7 separate regions of the Mus musculus genome follow, and regions 1, 2, 3, 4, 5 and 6 are each linked to region 7. A link is a contact called in public Hi-C, HiChIP or PLAC-seq and promoter capture Hi-C data. All regions are on one chromosome and are shown on one strand. Each heading gives the region's core, a stretch centred on a gene start, on an enhancer-like site or on the middle of the called end of the contact. The rest is flanking DNA. Distances are from core to core; before and after follow the strand shown.

Evidence for each region. Promoter capture Hi-C pulls out the DNA fragments that hold promoters and counts their contacts. A called contact is a pair of places that touch in the nucleus more often than the background predicts. HiChIP or PLAC-seq counts read pairs in DNA pulled down with a chosen protein or histone mark. Capture Hi-C pulls out chosen DNA fragments and counts their contacts.
Region 1: a contact with region 7 is called in a promoter capture Hi-C map of liver, with 4 times the contacts expected there. The contact joins the promoter of Cherp here to the promoter of Atp13a1 in region 7. A contact is called at or near these places in 4 of 39 promoter capture datasets (embryonic stem cells, hippocampal neurons and liver), 1 of 484 Hi-C or Micro-C datasets (B cells) and 3 of 9 other capture datasets (adipose tissue, liver and pancreatic islet).
Region 2: a contact with region 7 is called in a promoter capture Hi-C map of hippocampal neurons, with 2.3 times the contacts expected there. The contact joins the promoter of Zfp882 here to the promoter of Atp13a1 in region 7. A contact is called at or near these places in 2 of 39 promoter capture datasets (hippocampal neurons and liver).
Region 3: an H3K27ac HiChIP or PLAC-seq map of thymic regulatory T cells shows a contact between it and region 7, with 8 times the contacts expected there. The contact joins the promoter of Slc35e1 here to the promoter of Atp13a1 in region 7. A contact is called at or near these places in 2 of 39 promoter capture datasets (embryonic stem cells and liver), 2 of 115 datasets of contacts at active chromatin or transcription factors (large pre-B cells and thymic regulatory T cells) and 2 of 9 other capture datasets (adipose tissue and liver).
Region 4: a contact with region 7 is called in a Hi-C map of B cells, with 6 read pairs. The contact joins the promoter of Rab8a here to the promoter of Atp13a1 in region 7. A contact is called at or near these places in 4 of 39 promoter capture datasets (hippocampal neurons, liver and pre-B cells), 1 of 484 Hi-C or Micro-C datasets (B cells) and 1 of 9 other capture datasets (adipose tissue).
Region 5: a contact with region 7 is called in a promoter capture Hi-C map of hippocampal neurons, with 3 times the contacts expected there. The contact joins the promoter of Zfp961 here to the promoter of Atp13a1 in region 7. A contact is called at or near these places in 1 of 39 promoter capture datasets (hippocampal neurons) and 2 of 9 other capture datasets (adipose tissue and liver).
Region 6: a promoter capture Hi-C map of adipose tissue shows a contact between it and region 7, with 5 times the contacts expected there. The contact joins the promoter of Eps15l1 here to the promoter of Atp13a1 in region 7. A contact is called at or near these places in 2 of 9 other capture datasets (adipose tissue and liver).

What each region holds. Positions count from the first base shown.
Region 1 is chr8:72,473,858-72,476,557 of GRCm38.p6, forward strand. Cherp (calcium homeostasis endoplasmic reticulum protein) reads right to left here and starts at 1,376. Exons shown (of 18, transcript NM_138585.3): 1 at 1,201-1,376; 2 at 755-928. The coding sequence starts at 1,225.
Region 2 is chr8:71,907,173-71,909,872 of GRCm38.p6, forward strand. It overlaps Zfp882 (zinc finger protein 882), which reads left to right and starts at 1,434. Exons shown (of 3, transcript NM_001166645.1): 1 at 1,434-1,566. The coding sequence starts at 1,564.
Region 3 is chr8:72,491,182-72,493,881 of GRCm38.p6, forward strand. Slc35e1 (solute carrier family 35, member E1) reads right to left here and starts at 1,433. Exons shown (of 6, transcript NM_177766.3): 1 at 985-1,433; 2 at 661-731. The coding sequence starts at 1,405.
Region 4 is chr8:72,159,944-72,162,643 of GRCm38.p6, forward strand. Rab8a (RAB8A, member RAS oncogene family) reads left to right here and starts at 1,257. Exons shown (of 8, transcript NM_023126.2): 1 at 1,257-1,539. The coding sequence starts at 1,416.
Region 5 is chr8:71,949,737-71,952,436 of GRCm38.p6, forward strand. It overlaps Zfp961 (zinc finger protein 961), which reads left to right and starts at 1,330. Exons shown (of 4, transcript NM_001164581.1): 1 at 1,330-1,424. The coding sequence starts at 1,359.
Region 6 is chr8:72,420,055-72,422,754 of GRCm38.p6, forward strand. It overlaps Eps15l1 (epidermal growth factor receptor pathway substrate 15-like 1), which reads right to left and starts at 1,420. Exons shown (of 24, transcript NM_007944.3): 1 at 1,351-1,420. The coding sequence starts at 1,383. Gm46043 (a long non-coding RNA gene) reads left to right here. Exons shown (of 3, transcript XR_001778581.2): 1 at 1-1,726.
Region 7 is chr8:69,789,765-69,792,464 of GRCm38.p6, forward strand. Atp13a1 (ATPase type 13A1) reads left to right here and starts at 1,399. Exons shown (of 26, transcript NM_133224.2): 1 at 1,399-1,877. The coding sequence starts at 1,491.

The sequences.
Region 1 (2,700 bases), core at 126-2,625, 2.7 Mb after region 7:
AAGCTAGGCTGGATAACATACTGCCAGGCCAACCTGGGATATGGTGTGAGGCCCTTAAAGACCAGCTGTGCTTCTTCACTCATTTTCCTTTTTCTTTTGTTTTTTTTTTTTTTTTTTTTTAGGCAGTCTATGTAGTCTTGCCTGTACTGGAACTTGTACAATCAGTTGGCCACAAACTCACAGAGATCGACCTGCCTTTGCCTTCTAAGTGTTGAGATTAAAGCGGTGGTCCCATCATCCCTGGCTCTAAACTTTTTATTATTTCTATTATTTTTAATCATATTTTTCTTGATGTTTAAATCTAGTTTACAAAACTAGCTCTAGAACAGTCAGGACTACACAGAGAAACCCTATCTCGAAAGCAAAAAAAAAAAAAAAAAAAAAAGGAAAAGAAAAACGTTGCAAAAACTAAAGGGAAAGCTTTTTGATCTATGCACCTGAAATGCAGAAAGCTATGGTCTCAGCCTGCAGAAAGGCTGCACAGTTTGCACAGTTCCCACCTTCCTGCAGATCCGCAATTGCCTCTGCAAAGACCACCCAGGGACCACTCCCGACCCAAAAGCCTGGATAGAGAATATATGATAGTCTCTCCTTATGACACACAGATCCAGCAGTCTATCTTGGTACAGGGCTCCGGGTAGGACAGAAGAACGGCTGCTCTGCTCTGCAGAGGAAACTTGCAACTCTAAAGAAATTGGCTGCGGCGGGGCCCGCATTGAACCCCGAGGCGGCTGAGGGCCTGAGGGGAACTCACGCTGTTGCTGCTCCAGTGCCAGCTTGCACTTGTAGTAACTGTAGAACTCGCCTCCAAACAGAAACGAGAACTTAGGGTTGTCCTTCTGCTTCTCCATCGTCATTTTCTCGAACTCGGGTCCGTTGCGAGCCACAAACTGAGCGAGCTTATCGATGACATTTCGAAGCTCCTGATCTGCAAAACAGAGGAAAAGGCGTCAGTGGGGGCAGCCTGACCCGGGGACCAGGCCGGGGTCCTCTGGGGCGGGCCACTGCAAGGCGGTGGTGTACGGGTCCTGACTAGGGCCAAGCGCGCGCCAGGAATGCGGGGAACCACGGAGAGGCCGAGGGAGGAGCGGCGAGGCCGCAGCGCGCTCCGTCACTGGCCCGGCAACGCGAGGAGGCACGGCTGGCCGGCGGGGGCACACGAGAAGAACCCAACGACCTCAGCTCAGGGACCGGCCTCACCATCTGGCGGCATCGGCATCTCCATGGCTGCAGCCACTGGCAACGTCCTCCGCCGCCTCACGATCGCTTACCAGCACCGGCCACAGAAGCCGGCCGGAAGTGGCGCGAAGGGCGACGTTTACGACGGCCTCGCGGGCCGCTTCGCGCGCCATTTACGGCTGTCGCTGGGAAACACCGGAAGTGAAGACCGGAGGAGGGCGGGAAGGGACTGCGTGAGGACTCCAGAGAAGGATGGCCTAGTGAGACGCATGCGCGTGAGCCTCTTTGCGCATGCGGCGGCCCGGCCGCTGTTCCCCGACGCGCTGGAGCGTGAGAAGCTGCGCCGGCGGTACTCTGGGTTTCTGCTGCGTTCTTGCGAACGCGTGCACTCCCAGGCCTCTGCGTCTTTCACATCCTTTTACGCCATCCAGAAGGCGGGATCGGCAGGTGATGGTTTTGGCGAATCACACCTCACTCGGCTCCTGTTCCGATATGCTCCTTCTGGGTAAGAATTTTGAGCATTGGGGCTCCACAACATCACATCAGACCGACGTGGAGCAAAGACATCTCTTCTGAAGCGACTATAGACGTTCTATGGAAGGAGAAGCGGAAGCTGCGTCAACACCCCATCCCTTCTGTTTATTTATATTATTACTTACTCCTGGTTTTTGAATATTAGGTCTCATAGAGCCCAAGCTGATCTCTAACTCCCCACACAGCCTTAGATAATCTTGCACTCCCGATCCTCCTCTTAGCTCTTAAGTACTGAGATGACAGGCGTGTGCCACCACCACACCAGGGTTACAGGATACTGGGGATGGAAGACAGGACTGGCTGCATGTTAGGCAATCACTGAGATATACCATCGACCTTTAGAAAGAAAAAAAGATTTATATTTTGCCGGGCATGGTAGCGCACGCCTTTAGTCTCAACACTTGGGAGGCAGTGGCAGACAGATCTCAAGTTCAAAACCAATTTGGTCTACAAAGAGTTTCAGGATAGCCAGGACTATACAGAGAAACCCTGTCTCGAAAACAAAGGTTTAATTATGTGTCAGGTGGGTTTGTGTACGTGACTTCAGGGCCTAAAGAAGCTGGAAGCAGGCACAGGATCTACAGCACTGGCATGATTTACTTTCTGAGTTTGTGCTGGCCACTAAGCCCTTAGTGATCCTTTGAGCCTGTTATGCCAGGGTCTCCGACTTTTCCTAATTGGATATTCTTACTGCTGGAAGCACCACACCACGATTATATGAGGAGGAAGGAGGAAGTTGAGCCTAGCAGGTATCCTGATCCCTATGCCCTTCCTGTAACTCCTGTCTTGCCTGCTGTGAAGCCCCTTTATAATGTCCTACTCTTGGAGCTGCAGAGATAGCTCAATGGTGATGTGCTTGTCATGGGAGCAGGACCACCTGAGTTCAGGTCCAAGAATTCAGTGTAAAAACCAGACAACAGCAGCACAGGCCTGCAATCCCCAAAGACTATTGTGACCTTGTAGGGACTCTGTGTGGCTCACAGTAAA
Region 2 (2,700 bases), core at 184-2,683, 2.1 Mb after region 7:
TGCTTTTACTATGTTTAGGTATGGGCCTTGAATTCCTGATCTTTCCAAGACTTTTAACATGAACAGGTGTTGTATTTTCTTGAGTGCTTTTTCAGCATCTAATGAGATCATCATGTGTTTTTTTTTTCTTTGAGTTTTGTTTATATAGTGGATTACATTGATGGATTTTCACATGTTGAACCATCCCTGCATCCCTGGGATGAAGCCTACTTGATCATGGTGAGTTATTGTTTTGATGTGTTCTTGGACTCAGTTTGCAAGAATTTTATTGAGTATTTTTACATCAATATTCATAAGGGAAATTGGTCTAAAGTTCTCTTTCTTGTTGAGTCATTGTGTGGTTTTGGTATCAACATAACTGTGGCTTCATAGAATGAAGTAGGTAGTGTTCCTTCTGTTTCTATTTTGTGGAAGAGAATTGGTATTAGCTCCTCTTTGAAGGTCTGACAGAATTCTGCACTATTTATTCATTCATTCATTCATTCATTCACTCATTTTTATTTTAAACTAGACAGTTCTGGAAATGGCTAACTCTGGAGTGCTTGTTTTCGTTCCAGTTAGGTAAGGATTCTTTATCGTGTCACTGTAATATCCAAAATAAATTCAAGACTACCTAGTACCTTCCCCCTTCAAAAGGACTTTCCAAACTGTACTACCAGGCCAAGTACAGAGCCAGATAAAGAAGCTGGCTGGCTAAACAAATATAGAAACATAGTTTTAACGGTCAAAATGACTAAGCTTACAGCTGCCAGAACAAGATTAACAATGCCCCTGCCCTGCCTTACACTAAAAACCACAAGGACAGACAAAATGAGAGTCACCCTATACAAATCAACCAATGTCCAAAAAGGTTATTGGCTACACCAATTAAAATAAGCCAAACTACCCTGGTGCCTAGATCCGGCCCTTACAAAGGTAATAAAAAGTGTGTTCCTTTGTTCTGGATCTCTCCTCTGGCCTGGTGCTGAGAGGGTGTTCCCCAACATGTTGGACAAGTAAAATCCTCATGCGTTTTGCAACGATGGCGGTCTCTGTGGTCTTTGTAAGGGTCTTTTGACAACATACAACATCACAAGGGGCTCTGTGTATGGGTCAAGAGCACCAGTGGGAAGTTCCTTAACTCCATTTTTCTTTCTGGTGCCAAAGTCGCTAAACTGTACGGTCAGCTCAGGGAGTGCTGTATTGTTCTACCCTGCAGTGTAACATTGACCCTCCCCAAAACAGTTATGAGATAAGTGATCCAATCAAGACTGGGGTCAGGCAAAGCGGAAGAGCATCACCGCCATCTTTCTTTCTGGTGCTACCATAGTTGCGACTCTGTTCTCAGTTGAGTGCCAAACTGTTCAGCTTCAGGTTTCTCATGACCGTCAAACCCAGTATCAGAGTCAGGTCGCTGGAGGCCCGGAGAACAGAGCGGAAGTTCTTCACCCGCCATCTTTCTTCCTGGCAACGCCATTGTCACTGCTCTCTCAGTCCAGTCCGCTGAGGGAGTTTGGGGTCGCTGGACCTCAGGCCGCTCCACCCTGGAGCCGCGTGAGGCTGCTTGAGGTCCGGAGCTCAGCTATGGTGAGCATCGGGGATGCGGGGAATGCAGGCGAGTCCCTCGGTACGGGAACCACGGCAAAGACTGCAGCTGCGCGCGCGACTCCTGGACTGCGCGGCCAGCTGTGTTGGCGGTACGGGAGCCGCGCGGGGGCGATGTGCCGCTGCTTTGTTTTGCCTAGTAGAACCTGATTTCCCAGTCTTTCCGGTCCATGGGAAGCGGATTCTGGAATCCTTGAATGTCTTCTCCATCCAAATGCTTTTGTTGTTGCTGCTTGATTGACAATTGAAATCCCTCGGTTCCCAGGCCCGTCCCCACATTGCCAAACTCACTGGACCGGGCGATCCACAGGTCCCCGTGAGCAACATGGGGGTGCAAGGAGTGTGGCCATCTGTGATGCAGTTGGGCGGTTTGTAGGGATTCAACTTCTTTAATGCTGAGACATGACTTTATTTGAAAGGACTGTTAGAAATAGGGAGAAGGCCCGAGATAAAAAGTGTGAAACGTGTCAAGCGGTGGCTAGAAGAGAAGGGCTTTGCTTGGAGGGATATGTCAACAGTATTAAGGTACGGGTTTGATCGTGCTTAATAGTGTTTTGTCTTTTCTGAGCAGCCAGTCATTTTCAGGCAACAAGTGAACAATTTGTGAATTGGTTTTTCTCTAGGATCAGAGTCTAGTTTCAAACATCATGTAGAAATCCAGCATTAACACCATTATTTTATTGGTGCTTTCTCTGGTATATATTTTTGGCACCTTTGTTGAGAATCAGTTGGCTGAACGTATGGGCTTATTTTTATTTTCTCTTTTCCAATGGACTGTACATCAATATTTATGACACTACTCTGTCGGGTTTTGCTTCGTTCTGTTCTGTTCTGTTCTGTTCTGTTCTGTTCTGTTTATTTTCATTACAGATCTGCACAGTGTGCTCTTTTTTTGCTGAGGATATCTTGGGCTCCCCCCGGGTCTGTTGCACTGTCATAGCAATTTTAAGAACTGTTGCTAGTTGTGTGTAAAATGTGATTATTTAATGGAAATTTCATTGAATCTGAATTACAACTTTGAATTATTTTAGCAATATTGATTCTCCTAATCCATGATCATGGTAGTCTTTTCTAGTGTCGTGTTTAATTTCTTTATTTTTTTTAATTGAAAAAAAA
Region 3 (2,700 bases), core at 183-2,682, 2.7 Mb after region 7:
GTGCTGGGAAGACAGACCCATGGCACCATGCCAGGCTTTGTAAAGTTTTAGTTTCTACAAACTGGCTAGATTCTGCCACGGTCAAACTCCTTTGGCCTACTCACATCAGATCCAGACAACCCCTACCAACCATTCTGTCTAGTGACAGAAAAACTAGGACATGATAGTTTGTAAGTTCGTCAGGACCAGGCCTGACAACTTGAATCTGATCCCAGGTATCCACAAGGTGAAAACTGTCCTCTGACTTCCATACACGTGGCAATGCACAACACACACACATAAATAAACATTAGAAAATAAAATAAGAGAAGGAAAACTTGTCCCAACTTAATTTGTTGGTGACTTGCTAAAATGGAACCAAAGACATCACCTACCACCAATCCCAGAGTCGGAATCATAACAGAAAAGAACAGTGGACGCCAGAGGGATGTGGCGCTCAGGGACAACAAGCAAGAGATTATGTGGTGATATCGCCCCATTCACACACACATCTGCTGTCTGAAAGGTGAGTGCGGGATGCTAGGTGCTAGCCACAGGACAAGGCTGACACCTTGACTTCCTTATTTGACAGGAAGCAGGAGGATGCCACGGTCCAACCACGTCATCAACCTGGTCAGCTACTGGGAATCCCGCCTAGCCCAGGGCTTCTGCCAGAGTTACCTTGGTGCTCTGTTTCTCCTTCATGATGATCCGGGACAGGAGGACCACCCAGATGGGCATGGTGGCCTTGACTGCAAGAGAGGAAAAGGCACTCAGTGGGCAGTCCTGGCAACCTGCACACCCGACCCTGAACCTTCCTTCTGTAAGGCTTCCTCTCGATCCCAATAGCTGGAGTCAATTCTGCTAGGCGCTCGGTAAACTCCTCAGACCTTTTCCAACGTGAGAATCCGACGCACCTTGGCGGCGTCTCAGTCAGACGGCCCGCGCACTCGTACCCACACTTCGAAGCCCCAGACAGCGCGCAAAGCCCGCCTCAGCACTTACCGGTGTGCGCGTAGGAGACCGGCACCTTCCAGATGCTGACGTGCGCCGACACCGACGCGAAGTACTTGCCAAAGGCAAGCGGCAGTACGTAACGCGGATAGAAGCGCGGCGGCAGCAGCGGGCCGGACGCCGGATGCGGGCCGGGTCCGGGGCCCGACACGGGTGGCGCGGGCGGCACGCGCCAGGCGCGCAGCAGCGGCGGCAGCCCCGCGCACAGCGCTAGGATGTGGCACAGCGACACGGTGACCGGGAACGGGAAGGCGCTCAAAATCACCTTGTTGACCACGTTACCGCCCGCGCTCAGCGCGTACCATAGTAGACACAGCACCGCCACCCGCGCACCCTCGCGCGCCCCGCCGCCGCCACCCGCGCCCGGGACCCCTGCGCCCGCGCCGGGACCCGCGGTTGCCGCCGCCGCCATCCTGCCCGAGCGGCCGCCCCTTCCCGCCGGACGACCGCCGGACGCGGGCAGGGGGCGGGACAGCCCTGGAGGGCGCGCCGGCAGACGCCGCTCACCATTGGCCCCTGGCCCTTGCGTCATCGCCGCTCGCCATTGGCCACCGCCCCATACGTCATCGTCGCGCGTCCGCCGACGCGCCCGTACACGTCGTCGGCGAGGGCCCTACCCTCACTTAAACGCTTTCCGGGAGGGGGCGGGGCTAAGCCCGGAAGGCGGGCCGTAGGGCCCGCGGGTGGGTTAAGCGCGTTACGTTCTCTCCGGTGACTGGCAGGACTCCGTGGGAGGTGCCGGGCGACGCGGGCCCGCCCACTTGAGGCTGTGGAAGCCGCGTGCCTGGGGCGTAGACAGGGCTTAGATCTTTTAGAAGAAAAGAAACCGATTGCGGTAAATCCTCTGGACTACGCCGGGTCCTCGGAAGCTGTGCGGTAGGTGTCAATTTCCCCTCACAGACCAACCGAGAGAAATCCAGGGTTAAGTGTCTCCTGCGACAGTGTCTTAAGAGCTCAGCTGACCGGTACGATGCTGGGCAAAACCACGAAGGCAGGACTAGACTTACAAAACTCGATTCCCAAGATCGTGTGCTTTTAAGTGAGGGAGAATAGTTGTTCGCGCTCCTTAAAATGTGTTCATTTATGGAGGCGGGCACGAGCGTGTGTATACACATATTGAGGTCAGACGAGTTGAGTCTTTTGTCTCTTTTCTACCATGTGCATCCAGGAAAAGAAACTAACTCTGGCAGCAAGCGTTTATTTGCTGAGCCATCTCGCCAACCTCAATATTCTCCTTTACAGCGTCTCCTTGAATGCCAGGGTGTCTTTCTACCTCACCTATGTTTTGGTTTGCTTTTCTCTGTGTAACAGATTCCTGGCTGTCATGGACTCGATTTGTAGATTAGGCTAGCTTCGAACTCAGAGATTTGCCTGCCTCCGCCTCCTGAGCACCATGCGTAGCTACTCACCCGTTCTTCAAGGTAGACTGTGTTGTACCCTGGGGTTTGCTGGATACTCATCACACATGTGGCAGTCCTTGTGGATCTGAGTAGAAAATGGCCTGGTCCCTCCCAAAGCAGGAGTTTAAGAATATGGTGATAGGACGCTGGGCTTTGTACCCTAAGGCCTTTGTCACAAACTAAATACAAGAGGAATTAGGATCTTTGGACAGAGCAGTGTCAGATGGCCCCACTGATGTGTTTTGGTTGCTTTTATTTCATATTGGATTTGGCCCTGGCAACTCTGGAAGCTTTTTCATTTCACAAC
Region 4 (2,700 bases), core at 7-2,506, 2.4 Mb after region 7:
TAGTCAGCAACTCAGATCTTTTTTTTTTTAATTTATTTATTATATGTAAGTACACTGTAGCTGTCTTTAGACACCCCAGAAGAGGGCATCAGATCTCATTACTGATGATTGTGAGCCACCATGTAATTCAGGACCTCTGGAAGATCAGTAAGTGCTCTTAAACACTGAGCCATCTATCCACCCCCCCCCACTCCTTTTTTCTTTTTAAGATTTGAGTACACTGTAGTTGTCTTCAGACACACCAAAAGGGGGCACTGGATTCCATTACAGATGGTTATGAGGCACCATGTGGTTGCTGGGTATTGAACTCAAGGCCTCTGGAAGAGTAGTCTTAACCGCTGAGCCATCTCTCCAGCCCTCAGATGTTTATCTTAATGTGGCTTTATTTTATTTTGTCACTGTTCTCCCGTTACTCCGGGACTACACCTCAACATATTAAAAAACAGAAGGGAAAAAAAAATGCTACTCTGAAACCTAGGAAAGTCACTTCACCTGTCTTCAGTATACTTACCATAAAACGAGGAAAAGATTACCTACCAAGCCGGGCTGGTGTGGGGTGAAGGACCTTGACTTATTTTTAAGTATAGATAGCACCCGCAAGCACAGAAAAGAAAACAAAACAAAACAAAACAAAAAACGCTGCCATTACTTGGAAATGATAACATAGCCCTACCGGCGCTGAAGCCCTGGGATCGCTCACGGCAATGGCCGGCTTGCCTGTACAGCACCTAAGTAAGTCCAATGGTGGGCGCCAAGGCCGAGGAGCGAGTCTGCAGCACATCTTAACCCGCGCCACTTTTGCACCGCCGAAAATCCTCCTCAGAAGCATTACCACAGGTACTTCCTGCGCTTCGCCTCAGCGCCGGCTGCGGCTACGGCTGCTGCTGCGCAGGCAGAGAAGGCGGGAAACACGAGGCGTTCTCTGCGCGCGTGCGCTCTCTGCCAGAGCCAACCGTCTTCCCAGTACGCTTGCGCCTGTTCACCAAGCCCGTCCCTCCCACTCTCTCATCAACCAGCGCGCGGAATTGTTGGGGTCCCTCCTGTCGGGGGCAGGGCCTGGACGCTGAAGGGCTGAGGAGAAGGCGCGCACGGGAAGGCGGGGTCAAGATGTGACCACACCCATCGCTGGTCATTTGACGCCCTCACCCTCGACTCTCCAGCACTAGCCAATAACAAACCTCCCTATACCAAGCGTCAACCAATGGGCTGTGCAGTCGGCTGCTTCCGGCTCTGCGCCGCTTTCGCCTTTTTCCCCTGGGCTCTCTGCGACAGGCGGGGCTCCGGGTGGCGGGCGTAGGCCTGGATGATGCGCGGCGGGCAGGGGGCCAATAGGGGGCGGGATCTGAGATGATAGACGGGTCCAGCGACCAGTGGCGAGGCGCCGGCCGTACTTCCCGTCGGGGAGAGAGTGTAATATGGCGAAGACCTACGATTACCTGTTCAAGCTGCTGCTGATCGGGGACTCGGGGGTAGGGAAGACCTGTGTCCTGTTCCGCTTCTCCGAGGACGCCTTCAACTCCACATTCATCTCTACCATAGGTAGCGGGGCCTTGGGCGGCCGGTGACCAGGGCTGGACGCGCCCCTATGGGGCTGGGCTGAGGGATCGACTCAGGATCCACTCGGGCCGAGGATCCGGGAGGGTCACGGGGCTGGACAGAGAACCGCAGCGGCCTCCACCTCCCGCCAGGGAGTCCAGGCCGGGACCCTGGCGGGCGCCGGAGACCAAGGTGCAGACAGGGACATGCAGGCTGCAGTCTGAGGAAGAGCCTGCCCTGGGGTCCTGGCGCCTGTCAACTCTCTGTGTCTTTACATCAGACCTCTACACTGTTCTTCCGGGGAGACCCCCGTCTTCCAAAAGTGGAAACTGAGGCATGGAGGTGACACCTGACCTCGTAGTTTCCTATGTGGCAAGCTTGGCATGTGCAGTATCAAATCTGTAGTGTACTCGTGATGGGTGCTTTGTCCCTGGAGGAGGAATTTGAAACTGAGGGAGGGTGCGGCACGCACTGAAGGTCACAGTCTACAGGTATTAGGGATGAGATTTGAACCCAGGTGTGTCTGACTCCAAAATTCAAGGTTCAGCTGTTCCAGAGCTTCAAAGGACCAGCACCACTGATCCACATCTAAGTCAGGACTCCAACCCAAAGTCCTCCTGCCTTCTCTCTGAGGAATGGTGACAGTATCTGTCATCCTGGTGGGAATACAAGAGAAAAAGTTCCAGTAAGAAACTAAGTCCAGCCATGGCTACGTGCAGCCTTGACTGACTTCCTTTCACTGGGCCAAGAACACCACCTGAACAGCTTTTCCCCAGGGCTGCCTCACGGCACAGTTGAACAGAATTGGCTTGTGATGGCCCCAGTTCTGACGTCAAAAATGGTGCTGACCATGCTCCTTACCATGAATAGTCATGGCTCACATTGAGTGTTACCTGGAAGTAAATCCTGCCAAACAGAGTGACCTGGATGGTGTATGGTCCTGAAACAAGAGAATAGTCACTAGGCTTGGTTTATCCCTAGTCAGGATGTGGTTCCATTGTTGGAACCCTGGGTGCCATCTCCAGCACCCTGAAACCAGATGTGGTAGTGAACACCTGTAATGACAGCACTAAGGACAGGGAGGCAGGAAGATCGGGTGCTCAGGGTCATCCTTGGCTACATAGAGTGTTCAAGGCCAGCCTGGGCTGCATGAGACCCTGCCTT
Region 5 (2,700 bases), core at 80-2,579, 2.2 Mb after region 7:
TAAGTAGGTCATTATCACACTTGATCGCCTGAGGAGACTCAGTACCTGAAACTAAAGCCAGGGGTGAAGCTCAGGAAGGAGGTCTCATCTGCAGGACAGGGTTGGGGGAAAGGGCCAAGCATAGCTTTAAAGACTGTGCCTGGTGGTATCTCTGCAGTCTCTACTCCTCAGGGAGACTGCTGCCCTTCAGATGTTCTTAGAACAAGCCCCAGACCTTAGGAGCATGGAGACCACTGACTCCATGATGGAGTTGACATTTGGTCTGTAAAACTCAGCACATAGACAGCACCACCTGCCAATCAAAGCCTATAGTTCTGGGAAAGTCTCTAAATGTACAAACCTTGGTTTTTTGGCTTCTATAGTTTTGCTTCTGGCTCACTGATCTTGCTAACTGAAGCATGTTGACCTGGAATATGGTTTTTGTGTTTAAGAGCTCACCCTGAGAAAGGCCCTCAGTACTACAATAGGATCCTTAACATCCAGTGTAGTTGCCAACCAGTTAATAAAGACATTCTATTGGCTTAAACCATGTCCAAGCAATCTTCTCTGGCTAATATCCCACAACATTCTGATTAAAGAGCAATTCTGCTTCTGTAGTTGCCTATCTACTTTCTAATTATTTCCAAGTCACCTCTACCAGTCCCAATTGAACAGGGAACCTTATCAGTAATGCTACACAAAAGGAACACAGGATATCTGAAATACATCACAGACCAAGCACATAGTGGCCTTAGAAATGATATCCACAGCCCTGGGTTGTGGGGGTGGGGTGGGGTTACAGAAGGGGTTGGGGGTGAGGGACTTACTCGCTTCTCTGGACACAACCCGGACCTTGTCAAGTCTGACCCTGGCCTTGTCCTTTCATCTGGCCTTAGATTAAGAAAGCTTTACATTGGCTAGCCCCACAACAACTTTTATAGTAGCCGGCCTTGAACTCCAAATCCTCTTCCCTCCATCTCCCCAGTGCTGGGATGGCAGGTTGTGTGTGTCATCACACCCAATTTTCCGCGAATAAATCTGGCTTTTCTTGTGTCCTTTTTGGAAACAAGGTCTCCTGCAGCCCAGGTTAACCTCTCACTAAACAGTCTAGGATTAGCCCGCAACTCTAACTCACTCGTTCACCTTCAGCCAGGCGCACAAGCCCAGTCAGACCTGAGCCTGCTGTGGGGTGCCTCTGCGAACCCCAGACCTGAACATCAGTTTCCGGACTATGTTGAAGGCGATAGGTCGCTGGTCCTGTCTATCAGGGACTCTAAAGCCAATCGGAATCGCTCATAGCAGAGCCGTCCAATCAGCAGCGGGAAGCCTCTCGGAGGCCGGGCGCCGCCATTTTCGGCGCTGTCCTTGGCGGCTTAGCAATGCGCAAGGTACGCGGCAGTGACACCCGCCACAGCGCAGCTCAGGCAAGACGAGAGTGCACCATGGTGAGTGCATCTCAGAGACGCGGGTGGGAGCGGAGGGCAGAGGAGTGGCGGGCTCTGCGCAGTCGGAAGCTCGGGACTTGCCGAGAGTTTGCAAACCGACTCTGGTGCCCTTTTCCAGAGCCCGCAGCCGAACCGCAATGTAAAAGGGGATCATGTATGCTTGTGTTCAGGGGTAAAATGGAAAGGACTATGTAGGGTCCCCACGGAGTTAATTTGCTCTTTGGGCTGGTTTTGTGGGGTGTTTTTTTTTTTTGTTTGTTTGTTTTGTTTTTTCGAGACAGGGTTTCTCTGTGTAGCCCTGGCTGTCCTGGAACTCACTTTGTAGACCAGGCTGGCCTCGAACTCAGAAATCCGCCTGCCTCTGCCTCCCAAGTGCTGGGATTAAAGGCGTGCGCCACCACGCCCGGCTTGTGTTCTTTTTGATGTTTTAAATTTACACTTATTTATCGAGGTGCCCATGGGGCAGTAATCTGAGTCTGGTCTCTCCTTCCACCTTGTGGAACCTGGAGAACGCCAGTCTAAGGCTTGGCAGCAAGCGCCTTTTCAGCTGAACCATCCCACTAGCCCCTTCTTTCTTTTTCCTTTACTACTTTTTATAAAATTGCATTTCCTATGTGAATATTCCCAACCCTGTATAGCCACCAGCAGCCGCGGAGAACTGGGTTCCTGAAAAGAAAGCTGGGGCTGGATGCGAAGGACAGACGAGAGAGGAATGAAACAAAGACAGAGTTTCTGAGCAAGGCCCAGTGTTTAATTCTTGAGTCTGGTTTTTAAAGGGAGGAAACCCATCCCCCACTTTGCCAGGATCTCATCAGGAAAACAGGCTCAGCTGGTAGTGGCTTCTTGCAGGAAGCTGCAGCTGCAGCTTCACCTAGGTCAGAAGACCCTACCCCAGTTGGGCTAGCCAGCAGTGGCAAACAAGGTCTGCTTTAGCCTGCTCAAGGCTGGGGGAAGGGCACAAACCTGGTGGGACCATGTGTTTCTAGGATTCGAGAAAAGCAACATATATATGAGCTTTTGTCCCCCAACAACAACAAAAAAAAATCACATCTTCTTGGAAAAATTTACCTTCAGTTACTGTAGGTTTCTCCTTTTCCTGGTACACCACAAACAGAAGAGGTGGGGGTAAGAGGCCCACTGTAACCCCCAACTGACCAGTACTACTTCATAACTTGTGTCTGGACCCTGTAACAGCTGTCTTGCTTGTGGACAGAAACAAGGACCCAGTCCCACAACAGAAGTGACACTTTGAGAGCAATCGAAGAATAAATAATAC
Region 6 (2,700 bases), core at 170-2,669, 2.6 Mb after region 7:
CCTGGGTGACATAGCAAGGCTCTAACTCAATACACACCTATCCTCAATACACTCCCTACTATCTGTCTAGTCCTTAACCATTTTCAGAAGACAATCACAGGTGCTGTAAGAGCATGTTAATTAATATCTACTGGTCTCCACATGTTAATATAGTGTCAAGGCTGCTGGTGGCTGGTCCTTCCAGGACTTAACCACCCTGTATTGCCCTCTCCTTCAGACCAGGTGACCTGGGTGCATCAGCCTGCCAAGCAGTTCTTACCAGCTTTGGCATTCATACTTGCTCTTGTCTTAGTCCCAAACACCCGAATTTATTGACGGGTAACAAAAGAGCTTCCAATGTGTTAGGCAAAATGTGCTTTCCACAGTTTTCTGCTAATGCATTTTACATCTCTATTTTCCAAATGAGGTAATTGATATGCTGAGGTTAAGAAGCCTGCTTCAAGGACACTCTTCCAGAGTTGGAGCCGAGATCTGAATATAAAATGCTTCCTCCTGGTAACCATGACCCTGCGAAAGACGATTCTAGCAAAGTGCATATAATATGCTGTGTGGAACAAACGGGTAATTTGGCAAATTAGCAGGACAGGAATACTTTCTAATTCTTATGGATGTCACCTGGAACTAGAGACTTTGTCAGTGAGAGACTGCTGAGCTCCCAAGCACCTGATCCCAAGCACGTTAGAAAGTGGCTGAAGAATGAATGAATGTTTTCCGCTAGAAGCACAATGGCCTTCTCACTGCTATTCTGTACGTCCCTGTAGCATTTGATACGTTCAAGAAAACCATCCAGCGACCCTGAGGACGAAGACTGGTGCATACCGTTGGGGGCGTAGGATCCGCGCTTTTCGCACCGCACAGAGCAGCGGAAGCGGATCTCGGGGGAAGGAGGGCTGGGCGGCCAGAGGCGAAGCGGGCGTGTCCCGGTTCCCCTTGCGACTCCAGTATGGGACACCACCCGCCCCGACGCCCGACCCCGCGGGAGACAAAGACTGGCGGCGGGCCCACCGCTCTCGCTCGCCTCCGCGGGGACGAAGCGCGACGCGGCTCGAACAACAGCGCCCACCCCCCAAACCCCCCCCCGTCCCTTAACCTGGCCAGGCCCCAGACGGAGCAGACATACGCAGCGGCCGCGCCCCATCACCTCTTCGCAGCCGCTCGGGGGTCGCCCGGCGCAAGAGTATGCGGGCCGCTCCGGCCTGTCACCTTCAGAACCGCCCGGCCCCCGCCACTCAGCCTCTGAGCCTTCAGCGCGCGCCTCCGCGGTCCCCTGGAGCCGCGCTTCCGCGACGACTTATCTTTCTCGCGGCAACCACCGTCCGCACCGCCCCACGGCGCACCCCAGCACCATACCTGCTGCGAGAGGGGTACAAGCGGCGCCGCCATCTTCGTGCGGACTCGGCCTCCGGAGCGCCGAAGGAACGGGGGCGGGGCCGTGCCTGCGCACTAGTACGAAGGAGGGATGCGATGCGCGCGCAGCACAGCCAGCGCAAGGACAGGCCACAGGACCAGAGTACACGTGCGCAGAAGGGAATCCAAGTCCTCCCGTGAGAAGTTTTGCAGTAAGAGGGCGGAGCCTCGATCACAGTGGAGAGGGCGGGGCAGTTCTGGCTGGAGGCGGAGCCTTTATGGGGAAGGCTCTGTCGCATAGCCTTACCAGAGTTGGCCGTACCGGGTGATTTAGAGAGCCTAGCCTAAAGCACAGCGTGACTAGAAGGTTCGGAGCCTCGTAAGTTTAGTGGGCCGAGAGTGGGCGGGCTAGTCGGTCTGTGGGGGTGGGGAGGGCCTCGTGTGCATCTCCTGATTGGAGTGGGCAAACCGAGCCCCTGGCTTTGGAGGCTCCTGTGAGGCAGGGAACCCAAGGGATAGGTAGGGCTCCCTTCCAGACCGCTGCACTCCAGCTCCCTGCACTTTCCAGTCTGGGTCTGTGAATCGGAGCTTGGCTAAACCCAGGCACCGTCTTAACTTCTCCACTCTAGTAGCCTCTACTAATGCCTAGGGTTTGCTGAACTTTTCCCGGGGAAATGGAGACAGTGGCACACAACAAAGTACCATGGTGCTCAAGTCTAACTTGGGCCATATGCAGTGTTAGTACCACTCAGTATGCTTGTTAAACAGATTTGGGTTCTGATTGCTTGCAGATGTGGGTGTAGCCTGACATCTGGTGTTTTTTGTTGTTTTTTTATGTGTATATGCCTGCTGTGCTCGTGCCAATGCCTGCCCAAGAGAGAAGAGTTTATTAGATGCCATTGAGCTGGAGTTAAAAGCACTTATGAGCCCCCAACCCCCGATATGAGTGGGAACAGAACTAGGGTCCTCTGGAAAAGCAACAAGCACCCTTAACCAACTAACTATATCTTCAGCTACTCTGGTATTTCTTTTTTTTTTTTTTTTTAAAGATTCATTTATTTATTATATGTAAGTACACTGTAGCTATCTTCAGACAATCCAGAAGAGGGAGTCAGATCTTGTTAAGGATGGTTGTGAGCCACCATGTGGTTGCTGGGATTTGAACTCCGAACCTTCAGAAGAGCAGTCGGGTGCTCTTACCCACTGAGCCATCTCACCAGCCCCTACTCTGGTATTTCTTTGTCTTTTTTTTTTTTTTTAAGTTACATTTTAACTTACATCTTAAAAGATTTGTGTGTTGGATGGCCCCTTCCACCATGAGTCACAGAGATAGGACTCAGGTTGTTAGCCTTG
Region 7 (2,700 bases), core at 149-2,648:
GGGTGAAGGCACACCCCCAAATGGTGATCACTCCAAACTGCAAACCTAGAGTTCTCCGCCGTACTTGCAATGAACTTGCCTGCCTAATAACCTCGGGGAGAAGTGAGCCTGCTGCACCTGCTAAGGTTTCAGGAATTTCTTCAGCCTCTGAATTATTTCCTGAGTCTTAACGGACCTCTCTGTAGAGAGCAGGCTCAGAGGGCAAGAGCATTTGCTGCCAAGCCCAAGGACTGGAGACTAATCCCCTGGGGTGGGATAGAGTGAAGAGAAGCGAGGAGACAAGGCCTGCCTTTAGAACTTCCTTAGTCCTCTTATCAAACTTTCCTCCAGTCATTTCAACTGAGAGAAAATCACTATGCAACAGCAGGCTGCAGTCAGGGGGCTGTGTGAGTTTTTCTATTTGTTTGTTTTTACAAAGAATGAAACCCAGGATTTCAAGAATGCTGGGCAAGCACTCTAACACTGAACTAGCCAACACTTTTATTTTTTTTTTTAAGTCTGGAAAAAGTCTCCTTAAGTTCTCAGATGACCTTGAAGTTGTCATCTTCCTACTTCAGCTTTGCTTATACATGAGATGCCCTGCACTACCAAGCAAAATAACATTGAAAAAGAATAAAAATGATCTATATTGGATCTGGGTAGGGTGGCCAGCACTCGCGAGTCAAAGGCAGCGGCCACTATCAGCACTGGCTGCTCTTCCAGAGGATCTGTATTTAATTCCCAGAACTCACACTCACAACTAACTGTAACTCCAAATCCAGGATTCAGACACATTCTTTTTTTTTTTTTTTTACCCGCTCCCACCTCAGACGAATTCTTAGGGCCCCGTAGGAACTGCACAGCGCGCGCGCGCACACACACACACACACACACACAGAGACAGATACATACTTATATATTTTTAAATCTTCAAAACCTTCTTATGGCTGTGTTTAAATAACAGTACTTGTACAGAATAGTTGCATAAAGCATCATAGTATATTTCATAAGTACCTAATTTTCCATTTATGTTAATGTGACCTTGTGTACTTATTACCGTATGGCTTGCATGGAAAAGGCACCCTCAACCCTACCTTGCGAAAGCTCCGCCTCCTCCCAAACCCGCCCTCAAAAGGTCCCAAGTCCTAAAGTTTGTATCTTAGGGTAAGCTTTTCTCCTCCCCAAACGGAGGCTCTTTCCTAGATAGATGCCGGAAAAGTTGCTGAGAAGGGACGGGCTCTTCCGTTTCAGGGTCTCTTGCTGATGTCAATCCCGCCCTGCCCGTCTACATCTTTTGCGTTCTTAGTTCGCCACGGCCGACCTTAGCAAGCTGATTTGGACCTTTGGTACCTTCTTTGTCATGGCGGCGCCCTGAACAGACACTTGTGTTAACCCACCTAACGGTTTACCTAGGCGCTTCCTATTCCAAGGTGGCGCTCAGACCTTACCGGAAGTAATAGACCGGAAGTGGGGCGGTGCCTCTGCCGGAAGCCAGCGCAGCGCTGGGAAAGATGGCGGTGGTGGGCAACGCGGTTCCTTGCGGAGCCCGGCCTGGCGGGGCCCGGGACAACGGGTCTCCTCAGCCTGGGTCGCGATTGCGGCCGGGCCTAGCTGCCGGGCCAGCACTCATAGCGAACGGCGACGAACTGGTGGCCGCCGTGTGGCCGTACCGGCGGCTGGCGCTTCTGCGGCGCCTCACCGTGCTGCCGTTTGCCGGGCTGCTGTACCCAGCCTGGCTGGGCGCCGCCGCCAGCGGTTGCTGGGGATGGGGCAGCAGCTGGACCCAGATACCCGAGGCCGCGCTGCTGGCGCTCGCCACCATCTGCCTCGCGCACGCACTCACTGTCCTGTCGGGGCATTGGTCTGTGCACGCGCACTGCGCGCTCACCTGCACCCCGGTAAGTGCGCGCGCGCGCCCGACCCCGACCCGGACCGGGACCCAGGCACAATGGGGCCTAGCGGGGGTACCGGGCTGCCGCGGGCTTGCGAGTCTCCAATCTTAACAGCTCGATTCTCCAGCGGCGCCCCCTGTCCTATGGCTCAGGCCTACTTCTGACCCCGCTGTGACTCGCCATGCAGTTGTGGCTGGTTATTTTGATTCACAAGAAACACCTGGAACACACTTAGAGCAGGATCCATATGCTACTGTTAGTGTGAATTGTTCTCTTAGCTCCCATATGGTGTATTGTTCTTGGAACGGTTCCGCCTTGCTTCTCCGTCATCTCCTACCTTGGTTTTGGTTTTCTTTTCTTACTCTTTTTTTTTTTTTCCTGTAAGATAGGATCTCACTATGCAGCCTTGGGTCGTCTAGGACTCACTGAGAACCGCCTAGCTCTGCCTCCAGAGTTCTCGGGTTAAAAGCCTGTGTCACTATTTCTGGCTTCTACTCTTGTGTTGGTCTTTCTTTCTTTTTTTTTTTTTTAAGTGTTAGATTAGACCTGTGGGGTAATACCCCCAAATGTATGAAGCCAAGTCCTATGGCCCAGTGTTCAGCTTCTGTCTGTCCCTTGCTAGACCCAAAAGAGAGTGTAATTCATTCTGGTGCTGAAGATGGCCAGGAACTACTTGTAAGTGACTTAAAATAGCGTAGAGTCTCAAGTTATCGGTAAGGTATGGTTAAGATGAGGGCTTGTCAGAATGGTGCAGTGATTCTAAATTCAGAACTCTAAACATAGTGTCACTACAGGAAGCACTGACTTTAAGGTACTCTAGGTTGAGGGT